Regions from separate parts of the Mus musculus genome. Here region 2 is linked to region 1. The links are chromatin contacts, called in public promoter capture Hi-C maps. All regions are on one chromosome and are shown on one strand. The core of a region is the stretch at or near the end of the contact, and the rest is flanking DNA. Distances in the headings are between cores, read along the strand shown.

Evidence for each region. Promoter capture Hi-C pulls out the DNA fragments that hold promoters and counts their contacts.
Region 2: a promoter capture Hi-C map of liver shows a contact between it and region 1, with 5 times the contacts expected there. The contact joins the promoter of Rab11fip2 here to the promoter of Trub1 in region 1.

What each region holds. Positions count from the first base shown.
Region 1 is chr19:57,450,611-57,457,057 of GRCm38.p6, forward strand. Trub1 (TruB pseudouridine (psi) synthase family member 1) reads left to right here and starts at 2,296. Exons shown (of 8, transcript NM_028115.3): 1 at 2,296-2,586. The coding sequence starts at 2,337.
Region 2 is chr19:59,939,342-59,945,788 of GRCm38.p6, forward strand. It overlaps Rab11fip2 (RAB11 family interacting protein 2 (class I)), which reads right to left and starts at 4,023. Exons shown (of 6, transcript NM_001033172.3): 1 at 3,307-4,023. The coding sequence starts at 3,659.

The DNA.
Region 1 (6,447 bases), core at 1,046-3,545:
GTTCAAAACGTTGATCGAGCACTGTATCTGATGCTATCCCAGGCCCTGGAGGCTGAAATTAACAAAGGATTCTTGTACTCATGAAGCTTATATTGTAACAAAGGAGGTCAGACATTAACAAAATTAGTAAAGTATGTAATATGTCAGTTGAGGCGGTGCCATGGAAAAAAATTAAGCAGGAACATGAGCTTCCATGGAGATAGGAAAGTGTTGTCAAGAGAGAGGGAAAGGAGGTGCTATGTTCTACAAGTGGGTCACTTCATCCAGAGGGTTTTGGAGACTGGGTCAAAATAGAAAGTTTAAGCCAACAATGTGAAATGCTTTATTAGAAGCAGACTGTCTTAATCAGTGCTTTGTTGCTCTGAAGAGATACCATGACCACAGCAACTCTTGTAAAGAAAACATTTCATTGGGGCTAGTTTACAGTTCAGAGGTTTAGTCCATTATCATCATGGTGGGAAGTATAGCTGCATGCAGGCAGATATGGTGCTGGAGAAAGAGCTGAGAGTCTACATCCAGATTAGCAGGCGGGAGGGAGGGAGGAAGTGAGGGAGAGAGTGAGGGAGAGAGTGAGGGGGAGAGTGAGGGAAAGGGAGAGGAGAGGAGAGGAGAGGAGAGGAGAGGAGAAGAGGAGAAGAGGAGAAGAGGGGGAGGGGGAGAGGGAGAGTGAGGGAAAGGGAGAGGAGAGGAGAGGAGAGGAGAGGAGAGGAGAGGAGAGGAGAGAGATGAGGGAGAGGGGAAGAGGAGGAGGGGAGAGAGGGAGAGGGAGGGAGAGGGGGAGAGGAAGAGGAAGAGGGGAAGAGGAGGAGAGGGGGAGGGGAAGAGGGAGAGGAGGGAGAAAGACTAGGAGACTGGCTTGAGCATTTGAAACCCCTCCAAACCCACCCCAGTGACACACTTAGTCCAACAAGGCCATAGCTCCTAATCTTTGTCAAGTAGCACCACTCCCTTAATGAAAAAGCATTCAAATCTATGAGGCTGTGGGGACCATTCCTATCCAAATCACCACACAGTTAGAGAACAGAGAACATAGATTAGAGGGTAGCAGAAAAGAGATATGGTGGGGGTGGGGGAGAGGGAAGGAGAGATGGCAGACTGTCTTAGTCAGTCTGAAATATAATATTAAATAAAATGACCTGTGAGTTAAAGGCTTGTCCAATGTGTAAGATGTTGGCTACTTTAGGAAATTAGAGCTTGATTTTTCTAATGCCCAGAATACTCTATCTGTAATGATTCCTCTGACATACATTTGTTGCGTGAATGGTAGACGTGTAACTGGCATCCCCTGACTGGGATCATTAGGCAATGAGGCATCATTAGGGAAGAATGTTAGCCTGGCAGAGCACTATGAGAAAGAATGGCTGTAAGGCAATGTGGGGAAACAAAGAAGACAAAGTGGCTATCCCATAATAACCACACTTCCATTTAATGCATTTGGGGAAGAAGTAAAAGGATTTTTTTTTCCTCTCTTAGAGGGACAGCCTAATGCGAGGTCTGCAAAGAGTTTAAATATTAATTTAAACCATAGGCGTTTTTGTTGTTTTGGGTTTTACTTGTTTGTTTGTTGAGATAAGGTCTCAGTATGTTACCCTGGGTGGCCCGGAACTCACAGAAATCCACCTGCCTCTGACTTCTAAATGCTGGGATTAAAGGCATTCACTGTAGGGGGCTAGGGGGAATTTATGCTAGAGTGAGTTGGTAAATCCTGATCGGACACATTAGTCAAACAATGAATTTTGATTGTTGGTCCTTGATGTTTTGTCTCAGGAATGAGACAGTGGCCAAATAACTGAATGGACCTTGGGGCTAGCTTTAGGAATGTAACCTACAGTTTAGCAGGGGAGAAGGAAAAGGGGAAGAAGAGTAAAGCCTGTTGGTGCCATGTTTGCCATGCCTGTTAGAGAGCCCTTCATGCACCACCACGAATGGATCAACCATATATAGTTTTTGATTCCTATAAAGGAATAGAAACTCCAAAAGAACATTAACATTTTTTTTAGAACTGTCAAAAACTGCAGTCAAAAATTCAAAATTCATACACACACACACACACACACACACACATGCAGGTTATGGGGGGGCGGTACAGAAAGGAAGTGACTCTACCTCAAATACACAAATTAGGTGTTTGCGTTGGATAGTTTACAGCGGCAACTCCAATGTACCTCTTCACGACTAAGAGCATTTGGTAACAGAGATATTAAAGGTTCCAGCAGAACTCCGAGATGCCAGAGCAAGCCATTGGCCTATACCGAGCCTATGGACTACAATTCCCAGAAGGCCTTGCAACACATCGGTGTCATCTCTGCTCGCCTCTTGGCCCAGGCCGTGAAAGCATGGCAGCTGCAGAGGCAGAGGTGGTTTCACCTCTGATTGTGGACACAGCTCCTGACACTTCAGGAACAGCCGAGGCCTCTGTAGCAGCATCGGTGGCGGAAGCGGCCAGGACTGAATCGCAAGCCCCGGCCTCCAAGGCCGCCCTGGCTGCTAAGCTCATGTCGCTGAGCGGCGTGTTCGCCGTGCACAAGCCCAAAGGGCCCACTTCAGCCGAGCTGCTGAACCGGCTGAAGGAGAAGCTGCTGGCAGGTACTGCCGCCCGGGTAGGGACCAGGCTGAGGAGTTCTCCACCACACTGGGATTTTTATCTCTAGTCTTTCTTCTTTTACTTACTGACTTACTTTGTGCGTCTGTGGCTCAAGATAGAAAGAGTGACCACCGAATTAACTCTGGACGAAAACCCAGGGCATCTTAGGCTTGGACTTACCCAAGTGCACACTCTTTCAACAGTGGCCCTTTGAGCTTCTCACGGGAAGTACGTGTAGAGTTGGGGGACCAGTCTGCATATACAGGTTTTCACCCTGGTGGCTGCAGCCCAGTTTTCTGTAGTTTGATCCCTCCCAGGGTTTTTGTTTAACTCTTGCGAATGAGTACCACCAGAGGAAATGCAGGCTCTCTACCCCTAAGTTGCAAACTTAAAAGTTTATTTGAAAAGCACATAGGCTGAGTTAGCTAGGATTTAGAAAGGACACCACTTTCACCTTTTAGTGGGCACGGTGATTCGTCTTCTATACAAATGCAGGTTCCTGATCCCCACACTTGCAGACCCTGAAAGTCTGAAGATCTGGGATTATTTTGGAAATTGTGCTCTATTGCTTCAGATTGTGCTTTCTTTCTTCTTCTTTTTTTAATGTAGTATTTTTTGAGGAACATTAAAATAGAAGATGGCCATTTTTCTAACCATTCTTCCTCTTGATCATTTATAACAGGAGCATTAAAAAGCCAAAACCCTTTAGTTTTGTTTTGCGTGTGAATGTGTATGCAGTGTGAGTGTGTGTTTGTAGGTGAGAGGTGATGTTGGCCATCTTCAGACATGGCTTTCCATCTTGTGTATTGAGCCAGAGTACCTCACTTGAACCTAGATCCTGCCAATTAGGCAAGTCTGCCTACTCAGCTTGTTTTAGGGACAACTGGCTAGGAATCAGGGTAGCATTCAGTGTCACCCTCGTGTTTATAGGGGTGCTGGAGATCCAAGCTCTGGTCCTCACTATTGCTTGGCGAGCACTTTACCCTGTGAACAGTCCCCACGGAGCCTTTCTTTTACTGGATTCTCATGTTAAGCTGCATCTGTGGAATCCTATAGGGACATAGGATGAACAGTGGCCGCCTCTTCCCTTAAGTCGGCTTACAGTCTTGTGATCTCTGCAGTTCCAGATTCTCCAGAGCTTCAGCTTAGCTTGTCTTGTTACAGGTACAGAGAAACCTCTCACAGTGCTCAGTGTCACCTGGAAGACTTAATCTAGTTTTGTTTGTTTGTTTTGAGATAGGTTTGCCTTGAGCTCAACTCAGTGATCCTCCTGCCTGAGCTCCTGAATGTGAGACTTACAGATGGGCACCTCCATTCTGATTTAAATTTTCTCTTTTAGCCAGGAGCCAAACTATTCTGATAAAAACTTTGCTAATTTAAATGTTTATTGAACAGATACACACATTCTTCCGGATGCTAAACAATGGTGTTATACTTGCTCATTTGTGCTCATCGTTAAGTGTGGTGGCTAACTTTGATTGCCACCCCAATATCATCTAGAATTCCCAGTTTCAGTAAGGGATAGGGAACATCTATATTGGGTTGGCTTGTGGCCATGTCTGTGAGGGATTGTTTTAATTAAGCTCATTGAGAGAGGAAGACGCGGCCTGCTGTGGGTGGCACCCTCCCCTAGACAGGGCATTTGAACTGTGTGAGAACTGGAGCTGGACACAAGTGTGTGAGCCTTCGTTCTCATCTCATCCTGACTGTGGATGTGGTAGAGAGTAAGCTGGAATTCTGAGCTAAAATAGACTCTCGTGAGTTACCTTTTGAGGGTATTTTATTACAGCGTTAATGACACTAGCGCATCGGATTTTAGGGGACATTGAACTGAGGACTTGCATCAAAAGGAATCATTGTGATGGGGTATTTGTTTGTTTGTTGTTTTTTTCTTTCACAGATATGTTGCTTTCGTTTGTCCTGATTTGTTAGTAAACTGGCTTTTTGTACCAAAGATTACGGTTCTTAAAGAAGCTTTTCATAGCATCAAAACGCTGAAGTTTCTTGGTTGCACTTTGTTGGGACTGATTGCTTCAAGGCTGTCACTAGGCTGGTTTCTGCAGAGCACCCACTGATATGCTGAAGTCTTCCTCTCCTAACAGTGCCTGTGATTCCGTATTCATATTAGCTAAGCGAGCTTCCTAGCCCAGTGCCTGTGATTGGGTGATTCCGTATTCCCTATTAGCGAACTCAGACTTCCCCAGTGCCTGTGATTGGTCGATTCTGTATTCATATTAGCTAAGCGAGCTTCCCACTGGGGAAGTGTCTGTGATTGGTCAATTCCGTATTCATATTAGCTAAGCGAGTTTCCCCAGTGCCTGTGACTGGGTAATTCCGTATTCCCTATTAGCGAACTCAGGCTTCCCCAGTGCCTGTGATTGGTCGATTCTGTATTCATATTAGCTAAGCGAGCTTCCCCAATGCCTGTGATTGGTCGATTCCGTATTCATATTAGCTAAGCGAGTTTCCCCAGTGCCTGCGATTGGGTAATTCCGTATTCCCTATTAGCGAACTCAGGCTTCCCCAGTGCCTGTGATTGGTCGATTCCGTATTCATATTAGCTAAGAGAGTTTCCCCAGTGCCTGCGATTGGGTAATTCCGTATTCCCTAGTAGCGAACTCAGGCTTCCCCAGTGCCTGTGTTTGGTTGATTCCGTATTCATACTAGCTAATTGAGCTTTCCCAGTCCCAGGCTAAGCACCTGTCAGAATCGCCCTGCAAGATTCTAAAAGATAGCATTCTGTTCTATCCAGGTTTGACAACCACTGATTCGCTCAGCCAGGAGGCATAGCCTCTTCAAAAACATTCCTTGCCCGTCCTTACATTGATTTCCCCCGTTGTAGAATCTCTTCTCCGTGACTTTGAACCTTTCAAGGCCTGAAGCATGCTAGGTTTTTATAGGTAGAAAGGACCTTAAATGGTCATCCATAAACAGCCATCTGAGTATTCGATTCAAGAGTGAACACAATTTCAACAGTGTGAATGAGTTAGAGACAAGATGACTGAATTTATGAGACCTTTATACTAAGGCATATCAAGTTAAAAACTCGGAGTTCCCCAGTGTACTTTTGTAAGTTCACTGACAGAGATCCATGATACATTGCAAGTGGAAGGTGAAGTGTTTGAAGTCCAGGCCCACGGTGCTGGGATCTCGTTCCTCCAAGTTTGGTGATGTTAGAGTCCAAGTGTACACCCGATCTTAAGGCTCTGAACCACTGGCATGGTAGTCAGGCTGTGAGGTTGAGCGGCCCAGCACAGCCATCTGAATGTTCTGTTGTAAAGATTTATTTATTTATTTTATCTATGTGAGTACACTGTTGCTGTCTTCAGACACACCAGAAGGAGGCAGTGCAGATGGTTGTGAGCCCCCATGTGGTTGCTGGGAATTGAACTCAGGCTCCCCGGAAGAGCAGTCAGTGCTACTTATTAACCTCTGAGCCATCTCTCCAGCCCCGTCTGAGAGTTTAAGCTGGCTTCTGTCTCTGCCCTGCCCTCTTTTCATTGTGTGCTGTTTTCTGTCTCCTGGTGTCAATAGTTTTAAAGTAGGTTTAACAGGCTGAGGGTCAGGGGATTGCTGTGACAGGTGTCGTATAGCTCGTCTGTAATGATGGAGATGTGATGTAAGCAGTGTTGGAATCCTCTCTTTCTTTATTAAATGCTTCAGAAGTCAAGTGGTAACTAACAGCTCTGAGCTGACACTTAAGCTCTTGTTGAGATTAGCGTCTTTAATGAATTGAAAGTTTTGATCATGTGGACAAGTAGTAAAACTAGCTGAGGACTAGGTGTAGATAGAAATAGCCCTGTATGAGATGTGCTCCCAGTTAGTAGACGCCAGGGAGGGACAGAAGAAATCACAGACATTTA
Region 2 (6,447 bases), core at 2,773-5,272, 2.5 Mb after region 1:
TATTTAACCAGAAAGCACGGAGGTAGAAAGGGGAGTCCACACTCTCCTCTCCTTCTCTCAGAGAGGGGGTTGGGGGAAAGGGAGAGAGAGAGGGAGAGGGAGAGGGAGTGGGAGAGGGAGAGGTGGAGGTGAAGAGAGAGCACAAACTCCTTTAGGACAGAGTGTTTTACACTAAAAACTCACTTCTTTATTTCTAAACCATCTTCATAAAATCAGCAAGATTCAGCTCCAAACATGAGTGCTCTGTAACATTTTAGTTTTAGTAGGAAACCCTGAACACCTATGCAAGCTTTAAAGAATAAAGCAACAATACATTTGAATCAAAGTGTAAAAAATATTAATTTTCCTCCCCTCCCCCATAAAAACAACAACCAAAACAAAATCCTGCAAAGAACTCTGATAAACACACTGATTTATAGAGTAGCCTGACAAGTAACTTTAGCTGTTCTGTTTTGAAACCGATCTTAATGAGAACATCAAGAATCCTGAAATAGTGTTTGTTTTCCCAGGCTTCAAAGGGACAAATGAAGACACAGCACTTGGGAGTTGTTGGATTAATGCCGATTCCTTTCCACCTCTGGAGTGCTAGGCTGAAATGGTATATGGCTTCTGTTCAATTTTCAGTGGGCACAGGTCCATGTCCAAACTACCACACATGTGGGAATGATTCCCAAGCAATTGGTGCTGTGTGGTCAGAAATGGGACAAGCCTGGCAATAAGGAGGCCAGAGGCCAGGAGGCAGGTGCAATACACACGTGTGTGCGCACGCGCGCGCACACAGACACACAAACACATCTATATATGTGTGAGTCTCATCTAAGTCTAGATTCTCTATTATTAATTTTTGAGAGCATTGAAAGAAAAAGAACATCACCTATTTGGATTGTTAAAACAAAATCAATGGATATTACATAACAGCATCAATGATTTTCCCATTCTATTATTAAACACTGTGTTATTTGCTTAAATCTCATGCCAGAACCAACCCAGACATCTATTAAAGAAGGCTAATGCAAAAGTTCTCTTTGTGCTCAAAGGATTTGGCTTGGGGCCTCCCCAAACCCCTCCTTTAAAAAGAAATAATAAAATTATATATATTACACACACACACACACACACACACACATATATTCAAAGTAGAAAATAGGTTAAAATAATAGTTTTAAGCATGATACTTTTTGCCTCTTATGACACAACTTGATGTAAACACTTGTCGTTTTCACTGTCAAAAATACAAAGCTTCACACCCAGCAGTTTCGTAGGACATCTCAATCAGCTGGTAGCCTTCATCACTCATTCCACTTTTCCAAAAAACACTTGGGAATATGCTGACAAGGGCTAGCAATGCGCAGCATATTAAATACCTTTCTTTTAATACACTGGTGGCTCAAGTCTGTCTCTTACTGTGCCACATGTGCAGCTGGGTTGGAAAAAGGAAGCTATTAAATATATTAAAAATCTAGAAATATTACCAATAAAGATACCTCATCAAATACACAGTTCCCATTTAGTCACCCGCACAAAACAATAAGGGTTTAATAACATGAAAATCTCTTTGTGTGCAGTAACATCGCAAACCCTGTTGATAGCATTTCAAAGCATCTCCCTTCCAAAAGCTGTCCTTGATTTTATAGACAGACTACACTGTTAGAGTATTGTTCATGGTCTAGTTTATTGTAACTGCAAAGCTGCCAAAGGCGGAAATAAAACAAGAAATTTTTAAAGGGCTACTTCGTTCTCAGCATCTTTGGATCTACACTTGGGCCTACTTAAATTTGGGAATTTACGTTCGAGTGGTCTGCAGTATATTACCATTAATATTAAAAGCACTTTTTAAAGCACGGCAAAAAATTTTGAAACTGTAGATGCTCAAAACCTCACAGTCAAAACACTTTAAAGGGTATACACTAGATCATTTCATAGTGACAATTTGGGACAAATTATTTGGTTATTATTCATTTTTTCATTTTAAATCTGATGAAGAATCCCTCAGAAGAAATAACATGCTATTAAGTATCAGGAAATTTAAAAATCATTAAATATACAACTTAAACTTCTTCTCCTCCCCCCATCCTCATTGAATATTTACCTATTTTTTTTCTTCTTGCATTTCTAGTATTTTTTCTTACATACACTAAATCTTAGGTAAAGACTTTATTCAAAACAAAAACAATTCTTATTAAATGAAGTTTGCTGGCAGGTTTTACAAAGGAAATAAAGACAGATAAAAGATCACTATACTTGTAAGAAATTAATGTGAGCTTAAAGTTATCATTGCAAAAATAGTGCTCTAAAGGGTAGGTAGATGAACATGCATCAGGACTGGGTTTTGTTCTTTTTTTTTTTTAAGCTACTTGGGAAAAGTGCAGTCCTCTGATGAGTTCCCTCAGCCCTCTTTTCACAAACTCCAGCCATCTCAATGAGCCTTCAGGCCCATTACAAGCTCTGCGTGTAAGGTAAGCGTGTACAAGCATGTAAGCTAAAAGCAGGACAGCAGACCTACCTTTCCAAAGATGCTACTTGTTTCAACTTAGCACATAACATCCTAGTGTTGATTTGAATTTTGATTTCTTAAATTAAGTATATCTAACTTAGGCTAGAAAGTTCAATTTCAAAAGCCATGTTTTCATCGAAGAAGTCATTAAATCACTGCATCACAAGACTGTAATCACTGTCTCTGATCTTACACAACAGCTTTGCTGAACTAATTCTTCAGTAAACAATAGCTCCACTATACTGTAAATTCAAAGGGAAAATGTCAGTGGGCTCAAGACTGAAGATGTCTGTGCAGACTTCCAAAACTTTTGTTCTTTTAACAACTTTCTACCCTATCAAGAAGTACTGACCCTGAAAACTGGTGGAGCAAAAATAAGGCCAACTGTTTCCAATGCTGAAATAAAGAGTTCTAAACCTAGTAACTTATCTTTTGACACCCTTTACTAGTAATTTATTTTTTTAACAGTGCTCAACAAACATAGACCTAATGGTACGCATATATTTAATTTTCTGGTTTTCTAGTTCATGCTCTAGGCCTCTTATAAAAAGTATTAAAACCCAGTGCAAAATATTCCACTAAGAGCTCTTAACCTCACACAGAAATGAGAAAAAAAAATGGTTTACTAATCACTCCATTAAAAAAAAAATCAGAGTAAAGGCTATTTCCCTTCAAAGTCATGCAAAGAGAAGTGCTTAATACTGGATCCTATTTCAATCCCAAAGACCAATGCCTCAAATATACTATGTTCAAGAACAGTAAATCCATATATCTTTAAGTACCCAAAATTCAAAATAAATTATATAACTTACTCTGTTTTCCTTCTTTGTTTGTCCTCAAAGATGTCATTGAGATTGATTGCCACCTGCCCTAAAAACTTATCCAGTCCCACCAGGGACCTGTGCATCACTATAAGAAAAAGAATGTATTTCTCCGGACTACCCTGCATGAGCAACCCAGGCAGCTCAAAGGAGGCCTCCTCCTTCCAGACCGGCTCCAGGGTTTTCTCTGCTACAGATGTAGAATACTTCTCTTTGCCCAACTGAATTATGGTGTATGTGTCATTGGTACCACTTTTGCCTTTTGGCTTCAGATCTTTAGCTTGGAGCACTGTGACCTGCACGTGGGTTGGAAACCACTTTTGGGCTTGCTCAGACAGCATCATTCTGGGTTTTTTGTTTTGTTTTGTTTTTCGGTTTTGTTTTTTGTTGTTGTTGTTTTGTTTTCTCTGCGCAGAGTTCAGAAGCGCAGGCAGAGCCCCTCCCGCGGGGAGAGCCCCGTACCCTGATCACTGCATCCTTAAGAGCACTTCAGTGAGCTGGGCAGTCAGGGCTGCCGCGAGGTCCCTAAGGGCTGCTGTCAGGAGGACCGGTAGGGAGGCCGCCGCCGCTGCTGGGGTCCCTTTCTTCCGTAGAAGCACAGGGGCCCACATCACCTCCGCGCCTTCCGGGCCTCCGCGCGCAGCCCCGCGCCCCGCTTCGCCGCTATCCTGAAACCTGCGCCCCTAGGGCCCGGCCTCCGCCCCGCGCGGCCCGGCTCCTCCTCCGACCCGGCTGATACGAACCGTCGACGGCCGTGGGGCCTGGCTCCCTCCGCCCGCCCGCGCGGCCTCGCCTCGGCTCCTCCCCCCCAAGAGTGGCGCAGGCCTGGGCGAGCGGGGCGGAAGCGGCCGACCTGGACCGGTGTCGGAGGGACGCGGAGCGCGGGTGGCAAACCGAGGCCGGGCGGTGTCACCGGGTGAGGCCTGGCCAGCAACCCGCGGCTCCTAGCGCCCGGCGCGCGGCGGCCGCGCCACTTCCGGGTTGGCCGTCTCCATGTTGAGTGGGGCTGCGCGAGGGGCGGGGCCGGGCGGGGTTGGGGGTCAGCGCCTCCCTGGTTGCCTTGACGACGGGGCGCGCGGTGCGGGACGCGGAGGCTGGGATGCGCGCGCTGGACGGTGGGTGCTGAGGTTCCAACCTGTCGGTTGCAGCGGGCTGGGGAACTGTGAGCCCGCAGAGGCCGACAAGGGGTTCTGGGAGGCGGCACTGGGCCCTATACACCGCCCGCTATTGGGAGAGAACCGGTTTCCATCTTGGAAGGCAGAAATCTGTTCCAGCTGTGTGTTCAGTCCTAGCTGGGCGCTGGTGTCCTTTAATGGTGGTAGTTCTTCTTGAGTGACAGTTCAGACTTCGTCCAACCGTTCTCCATCGTCTTGAAGAGGAAACCTTCAACTGACTAAAGGGACCTCCTCCTGAGCACAGACCAAAAGCAAAGGATGCAGATAGATTCCAAAGCTTAATAAAGATTCTCTTGCTTAATAAAGATTCCCTTGCTTAATAAAGATCATAGACGCTTTGGGATGGCGTCAGAAGACCAGGCCCCCATGCCTGCCACCATAATTCTACGGAACTATTTAGTCTTTTTTCCCCCTTTCTAAGTTGTGTGTATGGCGTCCAAGTCAAAAGCATTCCCTGAGCGCTCACTGTCAAGTCCTCCAGGAATCCAAACCCCAACTTCATGGCCAGAGAGGACAGGAGTACTGTCTCTGCTTTTCAGTCTCAGGAGATGCATACTACCTCTGTTGACTTTATTTCTGTCCATGTCTGCCTAGGAAAATTCTGAAGCTCTTTGGACTGCACTTCCTGGCAGCACATCCAACCTGCGGCCAACAATAGCTATGAATGAGGCCAAACCCAACCTTAAATGCTATGAGAGTATTTAACTGCATTGTGCTTTTCTTCAGGGAGAACTTTGCAGACAGACAACAGCTCTCCAAGCAATGTCAAAAGATTAGACATCCCTGAAGGACTTTAGAGAACTAAGCATTAAACAGACATGCTAACCAATCTGTTGACTGACTAAATGCTTTTCTCCCTTTATGGGACTAATTTTGAGAATAAATATGATAGATAGGAATGTGCTTTATCCAACTTAAAATGGTCATAAACTGTAAGGTATTGGGTTTATTATTATCGGGCAAGTTTTAGAACTTCTGTTATACAAGCTGAGTTTCCATCCCGGGGAGAGCTGAGTTTCCATCCCGGGGAGACAGTGTTTGAAAAGGCCATGTGTGCAAAGCAGAACAAAATCATCTCACTGTGCACATAGCATCTGGATCCCAGAGCGGGCAGTTGTCAACTCTAAAGAAAAAATATTTTCAGGGATTTGTAAAGAGTACATTGGAGCAGTCAGTGGTGGAATTTCACCAGCATCTCTAGAGAGAAATAATATGACACCTGAAACTTGTAGAGAAACAAAATAAGTGTTTTGACATCCAATTTAAGCCTAGTTTTATAAACTGCATTTCAAAGGTTTCACATTTCTATTAGAGGTTGTAATTAAACAATAGGCAATTATAATAATGGATTGTGTTTTTAAAGCACTTACAGTGTTTGCTAAGCTTTATTAATGGTTATAAACTTGTTTACAAGTATCATTCCCCTCATTGTTGAAATGCAGCCATTTCTAGGGTGGAAGTTGGCTACAGCAGTCCACAGCAACGCAATAACAGGCTCCAACACAATGCAGAAAATGCTCTAAATTCAAGCACTGACAATTGATATTGTCCTCTCTTTTATCACACCTACATTTGAGTTTTTTCAAAACTTAGCTAGAGCCAAAATTGTTTAATATTGCTGAGTAGCAAGATAGGAATTCGTGACATAATAGTTTTAAGTCTGAATAAGAAAATAGCATCTTTTTGCTCATGGGAACCAAATGAACACACAAACCATAAGAGCCAAAGAAAGTCTAGAATTGCATTATAAAAAAGAAGCAATTTCCTAGAGTGATTCCTTTTTATTGCATCACTACATTCAGAATATAAAAGCATGTCGGCTAAGCCAAGAATATGATTGGCTCATATGAAAAAATAATATTTATATAAGACCTGAGATCAAAGTGCTCTACTAAAGTGTTCAGGTTTTTGTAAGTTTTAAAAATGATTTTTACCACTTTTAAAGTGTATGTGTAGT